Linked DNA regions of Mus musculus: all the other regions are linked to region 1. Evidence: chromatin contacts called from public Hi-C data. All regions are on one chromosome and are shown on one strand. Each heading gives the region's core, a stretch centred on a gene start, on an enhancer-like site or on the middle of the called end of the contact. The rest is flanking DNA. Distances are from core to core; before and after follow the strand shown. Region 1 holds the start of Met (met proto-oncogene). Region 2 overlaps Met (met proto-oncogene). Region 3 has its middle 3.7 kb from the start of Gm46953.

Region 1 (2,766 bases), core at 141-2,640:
TTGGCTGGAACCCCTGGACATAGTATAGACCCTTGAAGGAGATTTGAGAACTGGGTTCTAACCCTGGCTTTCTTAATACCAGCTGTGTGAGCTTCCTAGGAATTCGTACGGGCTGTTTTATTCATCTGCAAAATGATTCCGTGCAGGCCTCCAAAACTGTAATAGGAACTTTCCTTTTCCATCAAACTGAGGAGTGGTGAGGTAAACTGCTCTTGGGACTGAAATAGCTCTGTCTAGTGTCTGGTAATGTACTGAACACATACATAGCGCAGTTATAAGAAATGTATGAGACCTTCCTTGTCTTTGCTCTGTGTGTAAGACGTGTCCCCTGCACCTGTATAGTGGCTGTGGCTTGAATGACTCTCAAAGTTACTTCTATACATACCTCTATGTCCATTATCGAATCAGCTCTTCTGACAATTGGAAAGAACTCCTATTCTAAAAGGCAATGGATTCCTTAGATCCTTTCACCTTATTGTATCCTTGTAGGGAAATGCAAAATTTTAGAAACGATTCTAATAAACGAATCTTCCTAAGTAAATCCTTTTCAATTTCTTTTAATATTCGAGATTTGAACTTATGTGTTGGATTTGTTAGTTGCTATTTGTCTATGTAACCGCCTTGTGTCCATTTGTCTATTTAATTACCCTGTGTCCAGCTATGAGGAAAAAAAAGTGAAAATTAACCAGAAGCCTCCCCTGGGTTAAACTCCTGGGGTTCTTCCAGAAATCTGAGAAATTATACTAGGGGGATAATGATTGCAAAATGAAATCATTGGGACAATCCGTCCATGCACTCCCAACATTGTCTGTGACAATGAGCGCCTTGTTTCCGTGGCGCCTAGATCTCTGTCCACGCGGGTGAGTGCGGGGCCGCCACCTCGGGCGTGAGAGAGGCTGCAGCTCCGGGGTGCGCCAGGGGGTGCGTGCGCTTTGCGCGGGTGACTTTGGAGCACCAGGAGGGGGAGACTCGGGGCCACTGATCTCCCTCTGCGCTGGCTTCAGACTCCAGAACTGGAGGAGGAAGAGAAAGCGCATAGCTGGGGAGAGGGAAACTTCTCCACCTAGAAAGTTTCACCTTGCCGAGGGCGGGGGGTGGGGCGGGGCTTGAGGAAGTGCGACCCCCCGGGCTAAGCGTACTGGCTGCGGGAAGGGCGGGGACGCCAACCCCCCCCCCCCCAACCCTCCAAGGGTGGTGCCAGTCCCCATCTCGGGCCCCAGGAGGGACCGTTGGGGACAAACCTAGAGCGACAGGGACGAACAGACACGTGCTGGGGCGGGTACCCGGGTCTCTTCGCCTCCAGCCCGGACGCGCCCGGGCGCCGCTGTTGCCCGGCTGAGTCACGGGCCGGGCAGGGCGCGTGTGGGAAGGGGCGGAGCAGTCCGAGGGCGCTCGGCGGGGTTCGGCCCGGGCCGCAGGTGACCCGGACGGCCTCGCCGCCCGCAGCGTCCGAGCCCGGGTGACCCTGTGCGGAGCCAGATGCTGGGCGACCGCTGACTCGCTGGAGAAGGGCGGAGCGCGCGGGTGGTCCCCAGCCGGCTGACTTCGGCGCCGCGCGCTCCGGGCACCCCAAGGTACAAACTCCAGCCGCGTCGATCAGGCACCCAGCCTCTCCCAGCCCCTCTGCTTTCTTTGTTCCACTAAGGGAACTGGCTACTGCTCTGGAGGACAAGACCACCGAGGTGGGTGCGAGCCCGGGGGCTTAGGAAACTGAAGGTATGGGGTCGGGGAGGTGCAAACTAGAATTGAGCTTGTCGCTTTAGAAGGAGTGTTGTTGACGGCCACCTGTGTGACTCAGGGGCGCCAAGAGCATTAGGTGCTCCAGGGCTGCTGTAGCTCTGCAAGTTTCACCTCTGGGATCTGACTCAGCCCTTACAGAAGGGATCGGTCACCCTGTCCAGGGTGATACAGCCGGCAAGGTTTGAGCCCAGCTATTTCCTTGTTCCTAGTCTTGCTTTATCTGCCTTGAGGGAGCGCGCGAGGAGGGGGTGGGGGTGTCTTTCTCAAGGGCAGGTGTTTCTGGGATGGTCTGAATTTTTTATTCCTGGCAAACACACGGAGGGTGTGATCCATCATTTTCTATCCCACTTTATCTTTTTTTTTTCCTGGGACTCAGTGGAGGTGAAATACATTATAACCAGAGGTCAGGTAGTCTGGCTAGTAGCGGTGTAATTATTAAAAGACCAAAGAAAGTACAATGCAGAATTTATTCCAAACTGTGGTTTCCCATTTCCTACCTTTTTATGTTTAGAAGAGCCATTTGCTAATTTGGCAGTTGGCAGGGGTTCTAGGGGCTCACGCATGAATGCTCGTCCAGTGGCTTTTCCCTTATCACAGGCTTCTGTTCAAAGCAGCTCTGGGGCAGAATGAAAAATTGTCAACTTTCTTAAGCAAAATAATCAGGAGGCTCTAATGGCCAAGTTAAAACGGTCCATGACTATGAGGAGATTGTAAACGCTGTAACTGGATAGAATATAGACAGAATTTTAGGAAGACTGTCAGCATTTTGTAGCATTGGGTGGAGGTTTATTCTGTCGCTTCCAGCAGCCAGCCACACACACACACATTGCCATGCAAATGGATTCAGCAGAACGTTATTTTCCTTTATAGCTCAACTATTATAGCTGACTAATGAATTTCCTCTGCATGGAGATGATCTGAAAACGATGTACACGGTGTTTCCCTTTGCTACTGGGACATAAATTGTGCTTTTATGCCCCAGTGTTAGTGTTGCCCGGATTATTTACAGGTATATAGCTTTCCTCT
Region 2 (2,766 bases), core at 80-2,579, 100 kb after region 1:
TTTGCGTCAGTTGTGTATTCTGCATATGGGTGGGCCATCGGGCAAGTGTTTCATTATAGCCTAGGACAATGCTTTCGGGAAGCTGTATCTGTCTAACTTTTGTCCCAGGAGACCTCCAACTCCCTTCTGATGTCATTGTCTGAGGTATACGGAATTCGAGAGTCTTTTTTTTTCTCTATTCTACCCCCTCTCCATCACAGACCCTGGAGCTCATCAGCCTCTCACAACTCTGGCTTCCTTGTCCCTACAACACGTACAAAGTTATTTATACTTCAAGGCTATGGTCGTTGTCAAACCATTCATAATAGCCATTATGAAATAAATAATTGGGGTAGGAAGTGATGCCTACACATGCTGCACTGTATGGCAGACACTCTTCTGGCTTCGGACTTGGAGGAAAGATCCACAGGCTCTCGTGTTTCTTGTACACTGAAGTTCCCTTCCCTGTTCATATTCCGAATCCTCCGTTTGAGGATCTGTCAACCAACGTCTCCATTTTTTTTTTAATTTTAGACAGAGTCTTACTCTTGTAGCCCAAGATGGTCAGAGTCTTACTCTTGTAGCCCAGGCTGGACAGAGTCTTACTCTTGTAGCCCAGGATGGTCCCAAACTTACAATGCAGCTGAGGAAGTTCTTGACCTTCTGACACTCTTGCTTCTGCCTCCTGGGAGCTAGAATGATGGGCGTGTTCTACCATTCCTGATGTTATATGTACTGGGAAAGGAACCCAGGGCTTTGTGCATGCTAGGAAAACTCTCCACCAACTCAGCCGTGTCTCCTGCTAGAGTCTCCTTTTGCCTTACGTACCTTTGAGGTCACAGTCCCCAGGCACATGGCAGCCATGGCTCATCAGCTTCAGCCTAGCCCATTTTCAACATTTGAAAACCTCCCCTCACAGTTTTGCTGAAACCATATCTCCTCATGACCTACTCCACCGGTGAGAAGTGTGACTTCTCCAGTATTGGAAATTCAACAGGAAGAAATACCTGTGCGTTTTGGAGGGAGATAAGAGTTTGAGACAGGGTCTCTAGCACTTCTGTCTGGCCTCAGATTCATTAGTCTTCTGCCTCAGCTTCCCAAGTCTAGGATTAGAGATGCGTGCCAGCATACCTAGCTTCATGGCCATACTCTGGCTACTACACGGCTCCATCCTGATGTCTGACGCCATGAACTCTTGGGTCAGTTTGTGCCTCTTCCCGGAGATCCATTTTCCCCTCCGTCCTCCCATAATCTTTCTGGTGCTCTCTGATTTTTCACAGCAGCTGTCCTGTTTCTCTATCATCAGTCTCTATTACAGTTACAGACTTATTGCACAACACTGTTAACACAGTTCAATCAGCCCTGGGACCTACCTATCTGGACAATAACTGACTTGGACAGGGTCAAAGATCAGTCGGCACTTGTTCAATGGACTTAAATTTTAACTGAAGTTCTAGAGCTTAAGTGTTTACCCCGTAAGTTTCCAGAATAAGAGTTTACATGCATGAAAACTTTGATGAGAGGCTGAGTTGAGAGTGAAATTATCTAGCTCGCTCCTGGGAGAGGATTTGTGTTCCCTACTTCGATGATCTTAATGGCTCTTGAAACAGACGAGAGTGGCTCGTTATTTATAACACCGCTCTCAGGAGGCAGAGGTGGGAAGGTTGCTGCCAGCTCAAGGCCAAAGTAGACTACAGGGTGAGACAGTACCCCCAATCCTAAGAAAAAGGGCAGGAGAGCTCTTGAGGGCCGGCACAGTTGTTTGGTGGGTAGAGGTGCTTGCACACAGGCCAGAGGACCTGTCTGCTCCCCATTGTGACCCCACAAGGTGGTCGGAGAGAACTGAATCCTGGGAGTTATTCTCTGACCTCCATGTATTCGCCATAGCATGTGTGCACATGCACACACACACACACAATAGATAGATAGATAGATAGATAGATAGATAGATAGATAGATAGATAGATAGATAGATAGATAGATAGATAGAAAAAGGGAGGGGTGGCTCTTATATTTGAACAAAGGAAAGAGCCATTAATGTGATGGCTTTGGCAGCTCTAACAACTAGAGAGCTGACCCTGGAGCTCCAGAGTTTCCTTCTGTCTCAGGATTCCAAGACATATATTGCTCTTTTCGCTAAATATTCTGAGCTATATTTGGTTCTAACTTCCTTTTTGGTATAGATTCTCTTTCTTACACACACAGACACACACGCGTGCGCCTCATCCCCTTCCCATAGGCTCTTTTGTATGGAAATGACCTGGAAATGTCACCTAGCAAAAACTATTGTCCTGTGTCCTCTGCACAGGGTGACTTGCCTATGCTGACTTACCTCCCTGTCAAGGTTGTCTCATGTCCGGTGGGGGTGGGGTAGGAAGAATGATATGACTGACCTGTGCTATTTTGAGTAGGGAGCTTTAAATCAAGAAAATGCCTATCTGTGAAGTTCAATAGACACTGCCAGACCTGAGGGTCAGGAACTCCTTAAATGTGTTTGCCAGTGTGAATTCAGATACATAAGGGGATTTTAGCAACTCCCTTAGCCCCTCCATGTCTCTCTGGTCTTCCAGGAAAATACTGATACAGCTGTTTCGCATTAACCAGGCACTTTAGCATGTTCAGATTTATTGAAATTAGTTTTCAATAGAAAACTGTTGCCTAGCAATTGGATTAGTTATGCATTTAATACAGATTTTTTTTTTACTTACACTGATTTAGAGCTTCCCTTTAACATTAACATTTAGATATGTTCACATTTCTCCCTTTTTGCATGTTCATATTTGTTTG
Region 3 (2,766 bases), core at 177-2,676, 78 kb before region 1:
ACCCGGAAACTGTAGTGACAGCTCCTGCCGCAGAGCCTCGAGCTTCCTTGATTACCTGCTCTCTTCATCCATTCTCCATTGCTCCTAACAGTGAGCCCTGTGCACTTGGAGTAGGAACCAGCCCCCAGCTTCTGTACCTGCTGGGAGCCTCAGCTGCAGTCTTTATCCCCACTCACCGTCTAACACTTTGCAATTTCTGATGAAGCTTCAGATTGTAAGAAGATGCTGAGGAGAGGGACTGCGGTGGTGACTTGTTGGGAAAGAACACTTGCTGTGCAAACTTGGGAACCTGAATGGAAATCCTCAGCATCCACCTAAAAGCCAACTGGGACCACACATACCTATAACCACAATCATGCGGCTTTTACAGAGGCAAAGCTCAGGGATCTAATGGCTGCCAGCTTAGCTCCAGGTCCAAGAAAGTAAGGCAGAGAATAGGGCACTGGGTGTACTCCTGTGGCCTCCACATAGTTGTGCACACGTAGCACAAGAATGTATTCACACATCTGCACACCATACATACACGCATGCAAACACACACACACACACACATACCACGAAAACATTGGTTTCTTAAATTGCTAATAAGATATCAGCTATAGTTTCTAAGTAAACAAATGACAACAGAAAACAAAGAGGACTACAGAGGAGACCTCAGCAGTAAGGCCTGCTGCCAATCTACTCAAAATCTTCTTCTCTATTTTATTGATGAAGCACCCCAAACATAACTGCTGTGAATACTTGTCTAAGAGCTTATAGCCACGTGAGGCAGCTATCTACCCCTAAAATGTTAGTGCTGAAGGTCCAACCATACAACAATGTCACGTACAGAACAGCCCAAAGAAAGAAGGGGATTGTCATATAGCAAGTATTATTTCCTTTGAAACCACAAGCTTAAGAATGCAAAACAGACTTCCATAAATTAAACTAATTAACTTTCATGCAATCTGCTGCTCAGAACGCAGAGGCTAGAAGGATTTCCATATCTGCTCAGATATAAGTGTTTCCTGCAGAAAAAAAGTCATTCACAAGGAACAATGAGGGTGGGAGCAAGGTGTGAAGGAATCCAAGTGGTTGGCATGTTGGAAATCGGGCAGTGGAAAGAGATAATAGTCTCAAAGAGGTGAGTAGTGGGAGTGCTCAACCGAGCTCCGAGTGCAACCCAAGAGGGAAAGGAACAAGAGGACTCACCCTCGCCAAGTGGAGGAGGACTCACCTTCACCAGGTGGGGGAGGGCTCACCCTCACCAGGTCAGGGAGGACTCACCCTCACCAAGTGGAGGAGGACATGCCCTCGATGCCTGGGGAGATCACTGCATAATCGGCTCCTCATTTTCCATGTTTTCCTGCCTGGTGCTCACTATGCAATCTGCTCCATCACAGCTTGACTTCCCTAAAATTTATCTCAAAAAGGAAATGCATTGACCACAGACAGGAATACCCAGTTTCCCTTGGCTCTTCCTAAACTCACAACAGTTAATTTAATCTGGTATATAACCGTCTCTTTGTGACGCAATTTACCATGGGGGTAAAGATTGCACAATCAATTTTCGAAGCAGATATTATCAGATATACTTCTGTTTTCTTCTTTTCTTTCTTTCTTTGTTAGTTCTTTGAGAGTTTCATGCAACTGGTTATTGGTCTTATTCTGATATTATGAGATTACTAATCTTACAAGTTCTTGGCAATGTCATTCCACCATGGCAAAGGCTTTTTATGAGGCTCTGTGCCTAGTTGGTGCTCTGATCCTAGTGCCTATGTCTGCTCTAAATATGGGCAAAATGATTCAAAGGGGAAGGAAAAGAAAGGAGCCAAAAGAGAATATTTAACTGAGCAGAGAAGGGGTGTGTCCTCCCCATAAGTGTTAACTGAACAAGGAAAAAGACCCTTTCCCATTTGTGCATGTAAGTACATTGTATCGATCAAAAGATATATCACATACACAAAGCTAATGGACAGCAATTGGGGAACTATACTCAGATAAGGATATTAAATGTCCATTATTAAACTCAGTAGGTAATTTAAAATATTTATAATCTTTGAAGGGAAGTAAAAATGTATAAAAATTAACTTTTTTAACTTCTTAAAGTATGGACTGTTAATTAATGCATAATATAAATGTAAGAACATCTATGTAAAAATAATGCTACTAAGTGAAAGGTGCCTGAGAAAGACACTCCCCTGAAGGCATTTCTCTAGGGACAGTTATCTTGCTGAAACTGCACACATTGATCACAAAAGTGCCTCTGTGTGGTGAGGGGGAAATGAATATCTTTTGAAATTAATATTTAATTTCAAAGTTACAAAACACCCCTAATCATCCTTTAAGAAAGAAAGAAAGAAAAACAAGCACTTCTATTTTGCAACCTTGACATTTTCAAACACCTTGAGTCAATAGAAAAGATAACTAGAGTGTTGTTAATAATTGGTCACATGTCCAGTGAGATGCCTTCTATCCCTCCTGTGTCCAGTCACAGAGGCACACTCAAAGTGCATACAAGCTTGAGTAGTAGAATGATGTTTTCAGTTCTTCTCGTCTTACCACACTCCTGACTGCCTTCTTTTTTAATACAATGAAGACAGAACATAAAAGGTGGTCCCAATTAAAAGAAAATTATATATATATATGTATATATATATATATATATATATATATATATATATAGCCACATTGCTTTTGCCTGAATATGTGGCATACATGATCACATTATCTAGGTTTGATGAACCAGTGACAGTAGCTGAATATTTCATTGCTAGCTGCTAGCAA

What was found. A called contact is a pair of places that touch in the nucleus more often than the background predicts.
Region 2: a Hi-C map of liver shows a contact between it and region 1, with 3 times the contacts expected there. The contact joins the enhancer-like site here to the promoter of Met in region 1. A contact is called at or near these places in 5 of 39 promoter capture datasets (the 3T3-L1 cell line, hematopoietic stem and progenitor cells, liver and 2 more), 1 of 15 datasets of contacts at CTCF or cohesin (the NIH/3T3 cell line), 17 of 484 Hi-C or Micro-C datasets (the AML12 cell line, the Patski cell line, beige adipocytes and 11 more), 14 of 115 datasets of contacts at active chromatin or transcription factors (the NIH/3T3 cell line, bone marrow-derived macrophages, craniofacial prominence and 10 more) and 3 of 9 other capture datasets (adipose tissue, liver and pancreatic islet).
Region 3: a Hi-C map of cortical neurons shows a contact between it and region 1, with 2.1 times the contacts expected there. The contact joins the enhancer-like site here to the promoter of Met in region 1. A contact is called at or near these places in 5 of 39 promoter capture datasets (the 3T3-L1 cell line, 3T3-L1-derived adipocytes and liver), 1 of 15 datasets of contacts at CTCF or cohesin (the NIH/3T3 cell line), 13 of 484 Hi-C or Micro-C datasets (the AML12 cell line, bone marrow-derived dendritic cells, cortical neurons and 9 more), 5 of 115 datasets of contacts at active chromatin or transcription factors (the NIH/3T3 cell line, bone marrow-derived macrophages, embryonic fibroblasts and 2 more) and 1 of 9 other capture datasets (pancreatic islet).

The regions. Positions count from the first base shown.
Region 1 is chr6:17,462,567-17,465,332 of GRCm38.p6, forward strand. It overlaps Met (met proto-oncogene), which reads left to right and starts at 1,391. Exons shown (of 22, transcript NM_008591.2): 1 at 1,391-1,682.
Region 2 is chr6:17,567,507-17,570,272 of GRCm38.p6, forward strand. The region is part of intron 20 of Met (met proto-oncogene); the gene reads left to right. Among named protein-coding and RNA genes, the nearest start is that of Gm52893, 27 kb to the left of the region's middle. Within about 2 kb of position 1,330, at least 8 of the 459 cell types and tissues checked have an H3K27ac peak or open chromatin away from gene starts, as enhancers often do. A contact at or near this core is called in hepatocytes and liver, where this site is marked.
Region 3 is chr6:17,384,250-17,387,015 of GRCm38.p6, forward strand. No RefSeq gene overlaps it. Among named protein-coding and RNA genes, the nearest start is that of Gm46953, 3.7 kb to the left of the region's middle. Within about 2 kb of position 1,427, at least 15 of the 459 cell types and tissues checked have an H3K27ac peak or open chromatin away from gene starts, as enhancers often do. A contact at or near this core is called in cortical neurons and granulocyte-monocyte progenitors, where this site is marked.